2 separate regions of the Triticum aestivum genome follow, and region 2 is linked to region 1. Evidence: chromatin contacts called from public Hi-C data. All regions are on one chromosome and are shown on one strand. The core of a region is the stretch at or near the end of the contact, and the rest is flanking DNA. Distances in the headings are between cores, read along the strand shown.

Region 1 (7,059 bases), core at 964-3,463:
GTTTGTGCTATGGGAACAACATCATGTGACAATTTTCACATTCACCGAAATTCTTATATCAAACTGACACCCCATGGATGAAGAGAGACTGACAAAACAATCTATAGTTGGACGAGCAGGTGGCTTGTTTAACTGGGTAGATTCTTCCAACAAAATATTTCTTCTTGAAGCATCGTCTATGGTCTTTGGCGCAACAATGTCACATTTTTTGTACAAGATGTGTTCAATTGAAATTTCAGAAATGAGTTGTGATAGAAGGGAAGTGCATTAGATGATGTTTGCAATACCATACTAGTTCATAACAATAGAGCAATACATGAATCTTACATTATTGATAGTATGCAACACTTCAACACACATTTCATTCACGGGGTTAACGTAATCTCCTTTGCAATTCTTCACAGCACTCTTCACAAAAAGAAACCATGCTACAACTTAGATCAACGCATATTGCAAAAAAAATCACATGCTATTGTTGAAGTGTTCAAATGTGGCATCACCTCATATATTTGATCAGATATTATCCCAAAGCCATGAGCACTAGGAATTTTGTAATTTTCATCAAACTTTGGATCTGCTATAGGGTTGCCAACCATATATCCCTAAAAATAATTGCATTAACATGGCAATAGAATAAATACACGGTCTCGCACTCTTTTCCATTATACTGTTGTTGTCGAGTTAAATGTTCAATGGATAGCTAATAACTTGCCTTGAGATTGATGACAGGTTGCTGCCTCATGTCAATTCCTGGAGAATATTATAATCAAGAGGTAAGTCCACATTACCTCCTCAACTCTTGGTGAAATTCCAAATTACCGCCTCAGTTCATATGACAACTCTAGAAAAATGTGCTGATTGTAACCCCCGGCAGGTTTTACCGGTTTTGTCCTATGTGTCGGACAAGACATCATTACCATGACATCAGCTCTCTCCCCTTTGTCCATGTTAGAATTTGAGGCAAAAACATAAAAAGTTACTTTATCCTAAAAAGTGTGCAAACAGTGTTCTCTTCTCATCTACTTCTCTTCTCTTCTACTTCTTTTCTCCCGCCGTCGTGTTGATTATGATCCCATCTACTTCTCTTCTCCCGCTTGTTATTATACATTCAGGAATGCGCATGGATGTGCAATGTTCTAAAGAGCTAATAATTACCTTCTGAAATGCCTTGTGCAATAAGTGGAATCACCTTTCCAGCATATGAATCTCCACCAATGTAGAAAGGATTTGAAAGGTACTGCGGATGATCCGTGAACCACTGTACATAAACATGCATAGAGCGGCCAATAATCAACACTTTGAAGTTCTCCATGCAAAACAGTATGATGGTACGACATCAGTGATGCCTCTCATCACCTTATTTAGAAATGTTTGGACCTGCGAAGATGACGAGTAGTCCCCAACATAGTAGCCTTTGGGATCACGAGCGAACGAAAAACCGGAACCGACCGGTGAATCCAATAAGAGTATGTTTGCCATCTGATCGAGAATTGTCGTCACTAAACCATGTAAAGCTGATCAAAAATGAAATTGATTTCGACGAAGATATCATCTATAATCTCACCTTTGTCCATGAATATGGGTTATACACCAACTCCGGCAAACCGCCACTATACGGTGCCAACACAAACTTCAGAGGACCTATGGTGCAAAACAATGGCGGATAGATGTATATGAGCAGGAATTATGTCAGAAAGTGGGAGTCCTTTTCGAAAAAAATGTCAGAAAGTGGGAGTCGATTTGGTGAACTGACCGATTTCAAAGGCCAGGCCCATGATGATCGAGCAGCGGGGACCGCCGGTGAGCCATAGGAGCAGAGGGTCGGTGCCGGGGCTCCTCTCCGACTCGACGAAATAGTAGAAAAGCTCCGCCCCGGTCTCCTCCTCCACGCCCACGTACCTGCATCACACGGCCACTCCGGCCATGAGTCTGGTGCCATTTCAACCAAGCTTTAGTTGTGGAGGTACGCACCTAGAGCTTACCCTGTTTCAAGGTTGAAGGGCAGAGGGCCATCGAATCCGGGAAGGTGCGTGACCGCCGTCGCCGCCGCCGCCGACGCCGGGCGTGACGGCGGCAGGAGCAGGAGGACGGGGACGAGCTGCAGCAGCGGCGGCGGCAGGAAGTGGCGTTGCCTGGCGGTACGCAGCCGGAGAAGCTTCGAGGACATTCTTTCTCTTTCTTTGTGCCTCTAGGCACGTAGCCGTACCTGTACTGCTGTCTGCTGCTCGAATCAATTTGGATGCGTGGAAGGTATTGTCACGTGGAAACGGTTGGCATGTCACCTTCTTTCCGAAAAGGAAAGCTCGCCTACTCACTAATTTCCGTCGACAGGAGAATGTTTTGTCGACCAGAATATGTAACAAGTAGAGATGAAAAACCAGTATATATACGCCACGGAGAAACGGTGAACCAGGATATTCAAGCTCACTGTGGACAAAATCAGAATTCAGTTTTTTACGAATGCCCTTTTTGTTAGTCACATAATGGAAATGCAAGATTTTGTCCAAGCACAGGGAACAAGGAAAGGAAAGAACGAGAAAGTACTCCACCCGTCTCAAAATGTAAGACCATCTTTTACACTATTATAGTATCAGAAATGATTTTATATTTCGAGTCGGATGGAGTAGCTATCTTAGGGGCATCTCTAACTGAATTTAACTCCTTAAATGCCTTTTCAAACTTTAACTCATTTTTATTGAAAAAAAACTCCTCAAATCCAAGGAGTTTAAAAAAACATGGACCTAGGTCTAGATGTTTAGTCATCTCGTCCTATTTTTGCCGGGCAATTTTTATCTTAACTTTACTTTTTTAGCTCCGAGCGAGCTTGTACCACATCACAGACTTTTCGGATATTTGCTTAATAAAATGGTTGCATGCATCATTATAATGCATAGGACGGGGATAATTCTTCTTTTCTAAAATAAAATATGCCCATATTCCGACTCAACACTAGATGTCTCTTTGTTGAATCCTTGTTGAAGTCAATAAGAAGATGGTTGATCTCTACTCCCATCTGGCAAGTGCCACTAGCTATCAAATCCCAACAACATTTTCCCAACGAAAAGACCCTGAAAAAACCTACTGTTGCAAACATATATTTGTTTTAAGACTGATAAGTCGTGGTGCTCGTGGCGTTTAGATTGATGGAATCAAGAATCCTGAGGATCTGGTCGAGGGCGCTCTTGTCCTTGAGGATGCCCATGTGCGACACCTTGGGCAGCTCCACCACCTCCAGGACCTGCGACGGCGAGTCGGACCAGGCCTTGATCGGTCCCATGAGGCTGGCGAGGTTCACCGTCCCGTCGCCGTCACCGTACACCACCTCCACGGGCCCCGCGTCGAAGCCCTCGTCCCCAAACACGAGGCTCTCCACCGTGTCCACGCCGGTGCCCACGAGGCATGTCACCGGCACGCCCGGCTCCGGCAGGACCTCGCCGAGCGGCCGTATCCGCGCCCGGTACGGCTCCACCCCGTCGGCGAACCCGATGTCGTTGAGGAACTGCGTGACGTTCTTGGCGGAGTAGGTCCGGTTGTGGCGCTGGGAGACGACGAGCGTGGTGTTGCCAAACACCTTGGGCGTGGGCAGCAGCCAGAGGTTGCTCTCGGAGCTGCGCTGCTCGTCGCGGATGAGGGTGGGGTCGACGAAGGGCACGCCGAGGGTGTTGCCGGAGGCGAAGGTGAGCATCTCCTGCACGGAGCCGCCCCACGGCGCGGACAGCGTCACCAGCCGCTTGACGTGCGCCGCGCGCCAGGCGGGCGGGGCGCGCGCTAGGAACTGCAGCGCGTATAGCCCGCCTAGGCTGTGCGCCATGAGGATCGCCGGCCTGCCGCCGTTGGCCGCACACGCGGACTCCACCAGCAGCCGGAGGCGCTCCAGGTAGGCGCTGCCCACCTGCGACGGGTGGCCCGGCGCGGCCAGCCCGTAGCGGAAGTCGTAGGGCGCGCCGAAGAGGTCGTGCCCCTCCTCGTACCCGGCCTTCTCCAGCGTGCTCGCCAGGACGTCCATGTACCCCGTCAGGACCCTGCACGTCAATTTTGGCATGTCGTCTCACTGCCATTGGCCCATTGCTGATTGCGACATCTGCATCATTGACATGAAGAAATAGTAGTAGAAGAAGAAGAGGTCGATGGATTACTTGAGGGTAGGGTCGAGGTAGCGGAGGGTGGAGGTGGAGCCGAACTCGGAGACCCTGGTGTGGACGCCGGGCGCGTTGCGGTAGTCGTCGGCGTCGCGGTCGTAGTAGAGCATCATCCGCTCGGCGAAGCAGCGGGTGAGGGGCGCGACGACGACGGACGGCTCGAACCACATGCGGAACCAGCCGCCGCGGCCGCGCACCAGCGGCCACACCCGGCAGGTCAGGCTGGACGGCCTGTAGTCGTCCGTCAGCCGCGCCTCCAGCTGGTTGCCGCCGGAGCCCGGGATGAGTATCACCGGGTGCAGCAGCTGCCCGCCGCCCCCGCCGGCCGACGAGGCGCAGCACGAGCTCAGCGACAGCATAGCTAACAGCACGACCATACGTAGCGGATATCTCTCCATGATGGGCGTTTGTGTGATGGAATTTTTGGTTTTCTTGCTTGTTTTGGGATTTGGTGTTCGCTGTTTTGTCTCTTGGGATCGGATGGCTTGTAGTAGTGGCTAAAAAGGCAGGGCGCGCGTACGGTGGAAATGGTAGTTACGTCGTCCTTGGAGGGGTCGGTAGTCTCGGGTGCGCTGTGAATCTGCGATCAATTCGCGTCTAACTACTGCTTAATCACGCCACAGTACTGCGTAGCCGCGTAGCGTTCCTTGGTAGCCTACCTGCGATTTAAGTGGGGACAGTGACCAGTCACTCACTGCACACGCTGCATCGTTGCTAGTACTTGTTACTATGCGCCGTGCAATCGATTGCTCTGTTCATACGCACCGAGCTTCGAGCATCTCTACCCCTCGCACTAAAAAACTTCTTCCTTTCTTCAGAGCTTAACCCCTTTCTAAGCTTTTCTGGAAAAAAATAGCGCCCCAAAAATATTCATATTCAATCGTGGCAGTGCAACGGACACCAGAAATAATAAAAATTACATTCAGATTCATAGACCAATTAGCGACAACTACAAGCGTTGAAACGAGCCGAAGACGCGCCGTCGTCATCGCCCCTCCCTCATCGGAGCCAGCAAAACTTGTTGTAATATACAGTCGAAAAGTCGTCTGGCTAAGACCCCCTAAAACTAGCGTACCAGAACAGCACCCGCCGTCTGAAAAGTATCACATATCAAAAGGATCCAACCTGAAGGCTCGCGAACGTAGACAAACGACGATTAGATCTGAGCAAATCCACCAAAGACAAAGACAGATCCACCGGAGACACAACTCCACACGCCCATCGACAATACTAGACGCACCACCGGGATTAGGACTAGAAGGAGAGAATCTTGTGTACACAACTAAGCAGCTTTTCTTGCATCCAACGGGCCTATTTGGGCTAGATGCAGGCAACCAAATGCGCCATACAGACCCAACAAGACTAGCATGAAGTCCCGCCTATTCAACACTTAATATATGTGGCGCGTGAGCAACAAAGCCGTTTATGTATGGACCGTGGGCCTATGTGCTGACACCTGCCCAAAATAGAAACGCGCTCGTTTGTGCAACGCTGCAACCGTTTGCTGCCTAGCAATGTCCTTAAAAAAAAGATCAAATACCAGTGGCGACTAAAAATTGCATGCAGATTCATAGACCACCAAGCGACAACTACAAGCACTGAAACGAGCTTTAGACGCGCCGCCGTCATCGCCCTTCCCTCACCGGAGCCAGCAAAACCTGTTGTAATATACAAGCGAAAAGTCATCTTGTTAAGACCCCATAAGACCAGCGCACGAGAACAACAACCGCCGCCGATGAAGAGTATCGTAAATCAAAAGGATCCAATCTAAAGACTCACGAACGTAGACGAACGACGATCAGATCCGAGCAGGTTCACCAAAGATAAAGATAGATCCACCGGAGACGCATCTTCACACGCCCACTAATGATACTAGACGCACCACCGGGATGAGGACTAGAGGGAGAGAACCTTATGTACAGAACCAAGCAGCTTTCCTTGCATCCAACGGGGTTGTTTGGGCTAGATGCAGGCAACCAAACGTACAGACCCAGCAAGACAAGCATGGATTCCCGCCTCTTCAACACTTAATATATGTGGCGCGTGAGCAGCAAAGCCGTTTATGTATGGACCGTGGGCCTATGCGCTGACACCTGCCCAAAATAGAAACGCGCTCGTTTGTGCAACGCTGCAACCGTTTGCTGCCTAGCAATGTCCTTAAAAAAAGATCAAATACCAGTGGCGACTATCCTAAGACATTTGAGAACATTTGCACATTACTTCATCTCATTCACTTCAGAATTACCAGTGCATCACTACCACATAATGAAAAGTCAGATATTGCATCCACAATTTTCTTTCTTTCAGAAAGAAAGAATTCTTCTACATATTGTTCTTTGCCGCAGGTTCTTCAATCAACAAGCAACTACCTGCTCTGTGGTTTTGCCCTTTTACCTAAGTTGGTATGGATTAATTCATGGTGACATGTTTTTTTTCCTCGATGGTGCATGGTCTGGCACATTCAAAAGCTATTAACATTTCTTTTTCATATGAAATTAACTTGTATTACAAGATTAGTGAAAAATGTGCACTGAAAACCAGCAGATAATCACCTTCGGGTTGCTCTAAATAGTCCTTCGACATTCAGCAGCAAATCCTGGCAATGCCGGTAAACTTTGTTTACTATGCCTCATTGGAATGCAAGTTCTGATCATCTACAGCATTGTTATAGGCTCCCTTCAGCTAATGCATCGATTTCTTTGTTGGATTTCTCATCTTCGACTTTGAATGCTTTGAACCCAAAGCGATATTCTAGCAGTTCCTTCCGATCGGCCGGAGAAACCAAAACATTCATAGTCGCCTTTCCTCTCCAGCAAACAATGGCGATTGGGGAGGGGTCCTTGGCTATGGAATCCGCAACTTGACACCCTGAAATATTAACAAGATTTACATTACCATAAGTGATGGGTTCTTTCAGGTC
Region 2 (7,249 bases), core at 349-2,848, 190 kb before region 1:
TCGCCGGTGGAGTCCGAGGCATCAGACGAACCTGAGGTGGGCTCGCCGGTGGAGTCCGAGGCGTCAGACGAACCTGAGGTGGGCTCGCCGGTGGAGTCCGAGGCGTCAGACGAACCTGAGGTGGGCTCGCCGGTGGAGTCCGAGGCGTCAGACGAACCTGAGGTGGGCTCGCCGGTGGAGTCCGAGGCGTCAGACGAACCTGAGGTGGGCTCGCCGGTGGAGTCCGAGGCGTCAGACGAACCTGAGGTGGGCTCGCCGGTGGAGTCCGAGGCGTCAGACGAACCTGAGGTGGGCTCGCCGGTGGAGTCCGAGGCGTCAGACGAACCTGAGGCGGGCTCGCCGGTGGAGTCCGAGGCGTCAGACGAACCTGAGGTGGGCTCGCCGGTGGAGTCGGACTCGTGGATGGACAGGTCGCGGGATCTGAAGACATCGAGATCCCGGCGCAGCTGCTCCGTAACCATCCTCATCTCCGGGGGCGGGAGGGGGCGCGTGCCGTTCGCAATGAGGTTGTCACACATGTCAGTGGCGTGCGTGACGAACTCGCCGCCCATGGCTCCGACCTTCTCCCTGACGTCGCGGACGTAGTCGACGAGGAACCGAAGCGCTGGCTGGCTGGTGGGGTTGTCGTGGAGGAAGGGGAGGAGGCCGAGGCCGATGAGCTGGAAGGAGACGTCGACGTTCGCCAGGGCAGTGAGGCGGGCGGCGTTGCGAACGATCCAGTCGCTGGCGCCGCCCTCGAAGTACACCACGCCGAGGAGGGCGGAGGAGTGGGAGGCGGGGAGGGCGTCGATGGTGACTCGGTACTCGGCGGGGGGGCCGTCGAAGACCTCCTCCCTAAGGCTCGCGAGGCGGCGGAAGGAGTTCACGTGGATGTGGTCGAGGCCCATCATCCACGCCAACACGTGGCTGTCGTCGTTGATGCCGTGGTCGGCGATGGTGACTGTCTCCAAGCGGAACATCTTCAGGCGGCGGAGCAGGTCGGCGGCGGAGAGTCGCGGGGGGTGTCGGCGGGTGTTGTCGGCGTACGCGATCATGTCCTGGCAGATGAGCGTGGCGCTGTGCTCGAAGTCGCCGCCGACGGCGGGGGCGGAGGCCTGGATGAAGACGGCGTAGCGGGACAGCAGCGACAGGGTCGGCGACGAGTACCGGGAGCACATCGACGACGATGGCGTGGAACATGCGGTCGATCGAGGCGAGCTCGTTGAGGCGGCCGCCATTCTCGATCTCCCAGAGGTCGCGGTCCGCCTGCAACTCGAGGAACGCGAGGAGGGCGGCGGAGTGGGCGACCTCGACGGAGGTGATGACCACCACGCGGCGGGGCGGTGGGCGCGTTCATGAACGCCTCGATAGCCGCGCCAAGGGAATCAACGGCGAGGGGGGCCGGGGCCGCCATGGGAGACGGCGAGCTCTGGGGTGGCCGGTGGAGGTTCTGGTGCTCGGGGAGGGCGGGGCGGAGAGGTGGGCGATTTCGATTTTGAATTTGGAAATTGGGGAAGGAGAGGGCGGCGTACTACTTATTTTGGGGAGGGGAGGGGAGGGAAAGGGGACGGGATGGGAGGCTCGCTCGCTGGTTCCGTGCAAAGGACGGAACACGAGACGTGCGCATCGGTGCGGAGCACGGGGGTACACGGTTGGATCGAGCACACTCGGCCGATAGCGTCGTGCTCGTGGCCGGCCAACGCCAACTCGCTGCCTGACCGGTCGGTCGGTCTCGATGCCGGCCAGACACGCGCTGGAGGGGAAGGCGGGGGGTGGTTCCGGGTCATCCATGCGTCGTCGATCAGGGCCATCGATCACTCACGCACGGGACATCGGCTCGGTCGCACCGTGTCAAAGTAAGGTAGGCAGGCACGGACCATGCACGGTCTGCCGCGACGCGACGCACATCATCGTGCAGCAGCCCAGGGATCGATCGAGGCGGTACACGGTTACGGTCGACGACGCCCGATGCCGTCGTGTGTGCGTGCTCGTGGCCCGTCCATCGGTTAGTCCACGGTGTTGGACCGCCCTGGCGCCCACCATACGGACCCAAGATCACTTGCGACTTTGTTCATCGGTCGGTTCACGGTGTCATTGAGCCGACCACGGATCGACCAAACCGACCGATGAGTATGTGTTTGGAATTTTTTTTTGTTACAATTAATAGTACTGTTTTTGTTTTTTGAAAGAGCGCAGGAGAGTTGTGATTTCATTAAGCGGAAGAACGGCTGGAGCCAACTGTACAAAGAGCCGGCCACAAGAGCAGCGGCAAAGAAAGAAGAGACAAAAAAAAAAGAAACGTTAAGCGACTACTCCCAGCACAGATGCCGGCCTCCGGCGAGCGCCCATTGCCTAGCTTCATCGAGCAGCTGATCCAGCACCTGGGAGACCGGGTGCTCGCTGTTCCTGAAGATACGGCCATTTCGTTCCCTACAGATGAACCAAAGGACCATCAGCGCCATCGACTTGTTGCGTTTGGCCAAGGACGCATCTGCCGAGAGATTAGAGAGCCACTCGTGGAGAGACGTCCAACGAGGCCAAGAAGCAGGAAGAAATCCAGGCAAGCGGAAGCGATCGGCAACTCACGCCCAGAGTTGCTGCGACCAGGGGCAGGTGATCAGGAGATGCTCGACGGTCTCCAAGTTTCGGCGACAGAGCAGGCAGAAGTAGGAGTTCGGCCACTGCCTGGCAAGCAAGCAGTCAACAGTAAGGATCCTATTCTGGCCAAAGAACCAGGCGAAAAGGCGGCATTTCACCGGTGCCCAAGCCTGCCAAACCGAGGCCCATAGCGGTGAGACTGTAGATCCAAGAAACTGAGTCATGTAAGCAGACGTCACCGTGAAGGAGCCACTCTCGTTGGGCTTCCATGAGAAAGCATCACACTCATCAGGCCGCTACCTGGCTGATCGCGGACCATAGGCTTACGAATGCAGGCAGGGTGTGCGCAGTGATCCATCCCTGAAGATCGGACACCCATCGCCTGCCATGCAATGCCTCTCGGACCGAACGATTCTTGCGCCTGGAGACTGCGAAGAGTTCGGGCGCCATGGTGAATGGCGCGCAACCGTCGAGCCAGCTATCATACCAGAAGCGAGCACACTCCCCACAACTGATGGTCACACATGTTGCTGCTGCAAAGATGGCTCTGTCAACGATCGTGCAAGGCATCGGGAGGCTGATCCAGGGCTTGGTCAGGGAGACACGCTCCTGCCACAACCAACGTAGGCGCATGGCGGCACCAAAACGCACCAGGTCGATCGCACCGAGGCCACCGAGCTGGCACGGCCGACAGATAATCCCCCATGCGACCTTGCAGTGCCCGCCGTGACAGGACTCCTCACCCTTCCAGAGCCAGGCACGACGCAGCCTGTCAATCTTGGCACGCGCCCAAGGCGGTAGCTCGAACATGGACAACCAGTAGACCGTGAAGGCGGAGAGGATCGCGTTAAGGCCAACTCCACCGCGCGACCCCAAACGGACGTCCGTTTTGTCCGGATTCTGTCCGTTTGGGTAGGGATTTGGGGTCGTGTCCGGGCGTGTCCTGGGATCCGGTGGCCGTGCGCCCAGCGCGCGGCCGCATCCATTTGCCCCATCCTGTCTGCGTCTACTTAAAAAACTAAAAGCAACGTTTCAAATGCCAAGCCCTAGTTCAGGCCAGCGGCCCCGGTTCATCACGCCGGCAACAGAGCCAGCGGCCTACACGTCCATCGCCGGCATCAGCCAGCGGCCGGCAACATAGCCAGCCTCCAAAATAAATAGTTCTCCTCGCTGGCAACACAGCCAGCGGCCGGCAACACAGCCGGCCTCCAAAATGAATGTTTTCTCACCGGACACTGCCAGCGGCCCGACGGGCGGGCGGCACCCTTGCCATCCTCAAAAAGAACGGCCACGCCGATCGGACGACCTAGTTCAGGCCTTCGGCGTCGAGCATCTCCTTCTGCCTGGCCTCGAACCAGGCCCTCGTCTTGTCGCTCATCTTCGACAAGTCCACGCTCATGATCGCAAGGGCCACCTCCTTCGCTTTGGTGGCGGCATTGGTGGCCTCGATGTCGAGCTGCCTCTGCCTGGCCTTGACGTTGTCGGCCTCGATGTCGAGCTGCCTTTGCCGGGCCGCCTCCTCCATGTCGAGCTGCCTTTGCCGGGCCGCCTCCTCCATGTCGATCTTCCTCCTATTGGCCGCCTCCTCCATCTCAAGCTTCTGTCTTTGAAGGTCTAGGTATTGCTTCATTTTCTCGTCCTTGCTTTGCCGCTTTTTCTCGTCCCTCACATCCTTTTGGGACATCATGCCATGCAAAGTCTCATGCAAGGCCATGGATGAGGCGTCACGTATGTCGTCCACCTTAGAGTTGGTCTTGCCCCTCGGCCTCTTCAACGCCTCGCCATCCCCACCTCCGGCGAACTTGGCCGTCTTCTTGCCTCTCTTTCTTTGAAGTTCACGGTATTGATCCTTGAACTTAGGGCAATTGTTGATGATCGTCCAACAATGCGTAAGAGTGAATGGCTTGTCATTGTGCCGGGCCTTGAATGCCTCCAAAGATTGAAATGCCTACACCACATGATCAACAATAAGTGAACATGCAAACATATACACGGCCGAAGTCTCATGGCCGTAGCAAGGAAAGGGCTAGAAAGAGGAGAGCATACCATGTCCCCAACGCCGAGACCACTCACGGGCCGTGCTTCAACGCTCTCAAATGCGGTGCAATACTTGTTGCACTCTTGTTGGATGAACAACCATCTTTTTTGAATCGAGTCGATGCCACGGTTGCTTGTAATTTGGTAGGGCTCAAACATCTTCCTTTCATGGAATGTTTTGTGGACTCTCGTCCAAAAAACAATGCCCTTTTATTGCGCGCCGGTCCTCGGATCTTGGCTAATCTCCATCCAAGCTTCGCAAATCAACTTGTCCTCATCTTGTGTATATGAACCCGTGCGAATGCTCTTCCTCTTCTTTTGTGCCTCCGCTCTTTGGGTGAGCTCGTCGATGAACAATGGCGCACCACTAATATCAACGACATTGCTTTCTTCTTCTTCATCATCACCTTCGACATAGATGTCATCATCTTCATGCCATGAGTCACCATGGCCGTAGTCAGCACGGTCGTCGGCCTCTTCATCGGGGACGTACTCGGCGCGGCCATCCTGACTTTGGGTCTCATCGGGGTCGTAGGTATGGTCATGCCCACCCTCGAAGATCACGTCCTCCATGTAGCGGTTGTAGAAGGGGTCGTCGACCGCTGGCGTTGGGGTTGGCATTCCGTCAAACAAGACGCGGGGGGCGGCATGGTGCCCGTGAATGGTGCCCGTGCCTGCTTTCTCATATGGACGGACGGCCGGCCGCCGCTGCTGGACCCAGGCGTGACGTTGAGGTCGATGACGGCCGCGGGGCGCGGTGTGGATGAGCGAACAAGCCCACGTCCGGCGACCCCGAGAAACGGGTCTGGCCGTCGTGCCTTGGCGGAGGAAAGCCGAGCGACATGGGCGCGGTGCGCGACGTCGGCGACTGGCAGTGCGTAGGCCGGGCGACCGACGAGCATGTGCTCGCCGGGCCGACGGCTGCTGCAGGGAACCCGGCAGGACGACCCATACCAAGCATTAGGATGGCGTGCGCTTTGTTGACGAGGTCCTCCTTCTCGTCGGCAGCGGCCTTGCGCCGCGCGGCATCCAGCTCCTCGCGCTGGGCGGCGAACTTGGCCGCGGCGGCATTGACCTTGACGACCGCTCTCCGTTCCCTCCTCTTTTCCGATTCTGCGTCCAACTTGGCGATCTCTTCCGGCGTGCACTCCGACCGCGGCTTTCTTGGCGCCTTCTTCTTCACCTTTGCGGGCGGGTCGACGGCCAGGCCGCCGGAACTCGGCGGGGCGTCGGCCATGGACGGGGGAGAGAGGGGGCGGCGGGAGGGACGTGGGAGGGTTTGGGGCAAATGGCGCCAAATGGGCGTGGGGGGTTTTAGTTTCTCCCATCAACAGGCGGGCCAGGGGAGGACAAGCGCGCGTCCCGCCCGTCCGCGCGTTGTCCGTTTCACCCTAAAACCGGCGCAAACTTGGGCCGGGGATGGGTCGAAAGCGGACAAAAGTCCATTTGCGCGCGCTGGGCCGTCTCGTTTGTCCCTTTTACCCCAAACGGACGGGGGCGGACATGATAGGTTCGCGCGGTGGAGTTGGCCTAAAGAGGACCAATCGGCCTGCCATGGAGAGCAGCGTGGCCTTCCAGAATGCCAGGCGCGCCCGGATCTTGTCCAGCAAAGGCATCCAGTCGATCTTGCGTAGCCGCCTGAGGGAAAGAGGCAGGCCAAGGAACTTGCAAGGGAAGGAGGAGACCTCAGCCCCGAGCGGTTCGGCGATATTGGGCACGTCCTGGAGCTCGCAGCAGATTGGGAAGACCACAATCTTGGAGAAGTTGACATGCAGCCCCGAGACCAGTCCGAAGGAGGTGAGAATGGCGCGCACCATGGCCAGCTCAGCTCGGACGGGATTGAGGAAGAGAGCCACGTCATCCGCGTAGAGCAAGGTGCGGAACCGAGGGATCCTTCCTCTGAGCGGCGAGATGGCTCCCGCGGGGACGGCGAGATCCAGGATGCGCTGCAACGGCTCCATCGCCAGAATGAAGAGTTAAGGCGAGAGCGGGTCACCTTGTCGAAGGCCACACCGGTGCTGGATAAGCTCCCCCGCATGGCCATTGATGAGCACACGGGAGGAGGCAGTTGACAGCATCATAGACATCCACTCACACCAACGTCTGCCGAACCCTCTCGCGCGCAGCATGCCCAGCAGATATGGCCAAGACACTGAGTCAAATGCCTTTACGATATCGAGCTTAAGGAAGAGCACCGGCCGCCGGACCCGATGGACAGGTCAATGAAGGAGAATCTGACAGGCGCAGAGGATGTCTGCAGGTGGTTTCGACGGCGCGGTGCCTTGGCGTCCCGTCTTCGTGTCGTGATGGTTTCGACGTACTGTACGGCTGCTCGACGCCCCACCCCCCCCCCCCCCCCCCCCGCCCGGAAGTTAATAGATATACGTGGTCACCGTGGGGCTCGGCACGCCAGCGATCACCCAGACCATGCACATCGACACCTCAGCAACGTCTCTGTAGAAATTATAGGATGGCTAATAATTCTGTTGTTGTATTGATCTGACCCAGGTGTGGGATATATATAGAGTACAATATGTGAGAGAGACTTGGAGTAGGGGACAAGTCGTACATGGTTTAAACCAATCCTATCTCTAACTCCTAATCTCTAACTTAAACATAATTATACTTCTAACAT

Evidence for each region. A called contact is a pair of places that touch in the nucleus more often than the background predicts.
Region 2: a contact with region 1 is called in a Hi-C map of leaf, with 4 times the contacts expected there. The contact joins the enhancer-like site here to the promoter of LOC123090973 in region 1. A contact is called at or near these places in 2 of 5 Hi-C or Micro-C datasets (both in leaf).

Annotation. Positions count from the first base shown.
Region 1 is chr4B:55,546,366-55,553,424 of IWGSC CS RefSeq v2.1, reverse strand. It overlaps LOC123090973 (serine carboxypeptidase-like 18), which reads right to left and starts at 2,213. Exons shown (of 10, transcript XM_044512357.1): 1 at 1,983-2,213; 2 at 1,754-1,899; 3 at 1,565-1,641; 4 at 1,357-1,479; 5 at 1,156-1,258; 6 at 713-750. The coding sequence starts at 2,167. LOC123090972 (lecithin-cholesterol acyltransferase-like 1) reads right to left here and starts at 4,629. Exons shown (of 2, transcript XM_044512351.1): 1 at 4,137-4,629; 2 at 2,901-4,022. The coding sequence starts at 4,537. The coding sequence ends at 3,104. LOC123090971 (RNA cytosine-C(5)-methyltransferase NSUN2) reads right to left here. Exons shown (of 15, transcript XM_044512347.1): 15 at 6,607-7,007. The coding sequence ends at 6,805.
Region 2 is chr4B:55,733,235-55,740,483 of IWGSC CS RefSeq v2.1, reverse strand. No RefSeq gene overlaps it. Among protein-coding and RNA genes, the nearest start is that of LOC123094404, 71 kb to the left of the region's middle. Within about 2 kb of position 1,598, at least 3 of the 8 cell types and tissues checked have an H3K27ac peak or open chromatin away from gene starts, as enhancers often do. A contact at or near this core is called in leaf, where this site is marked.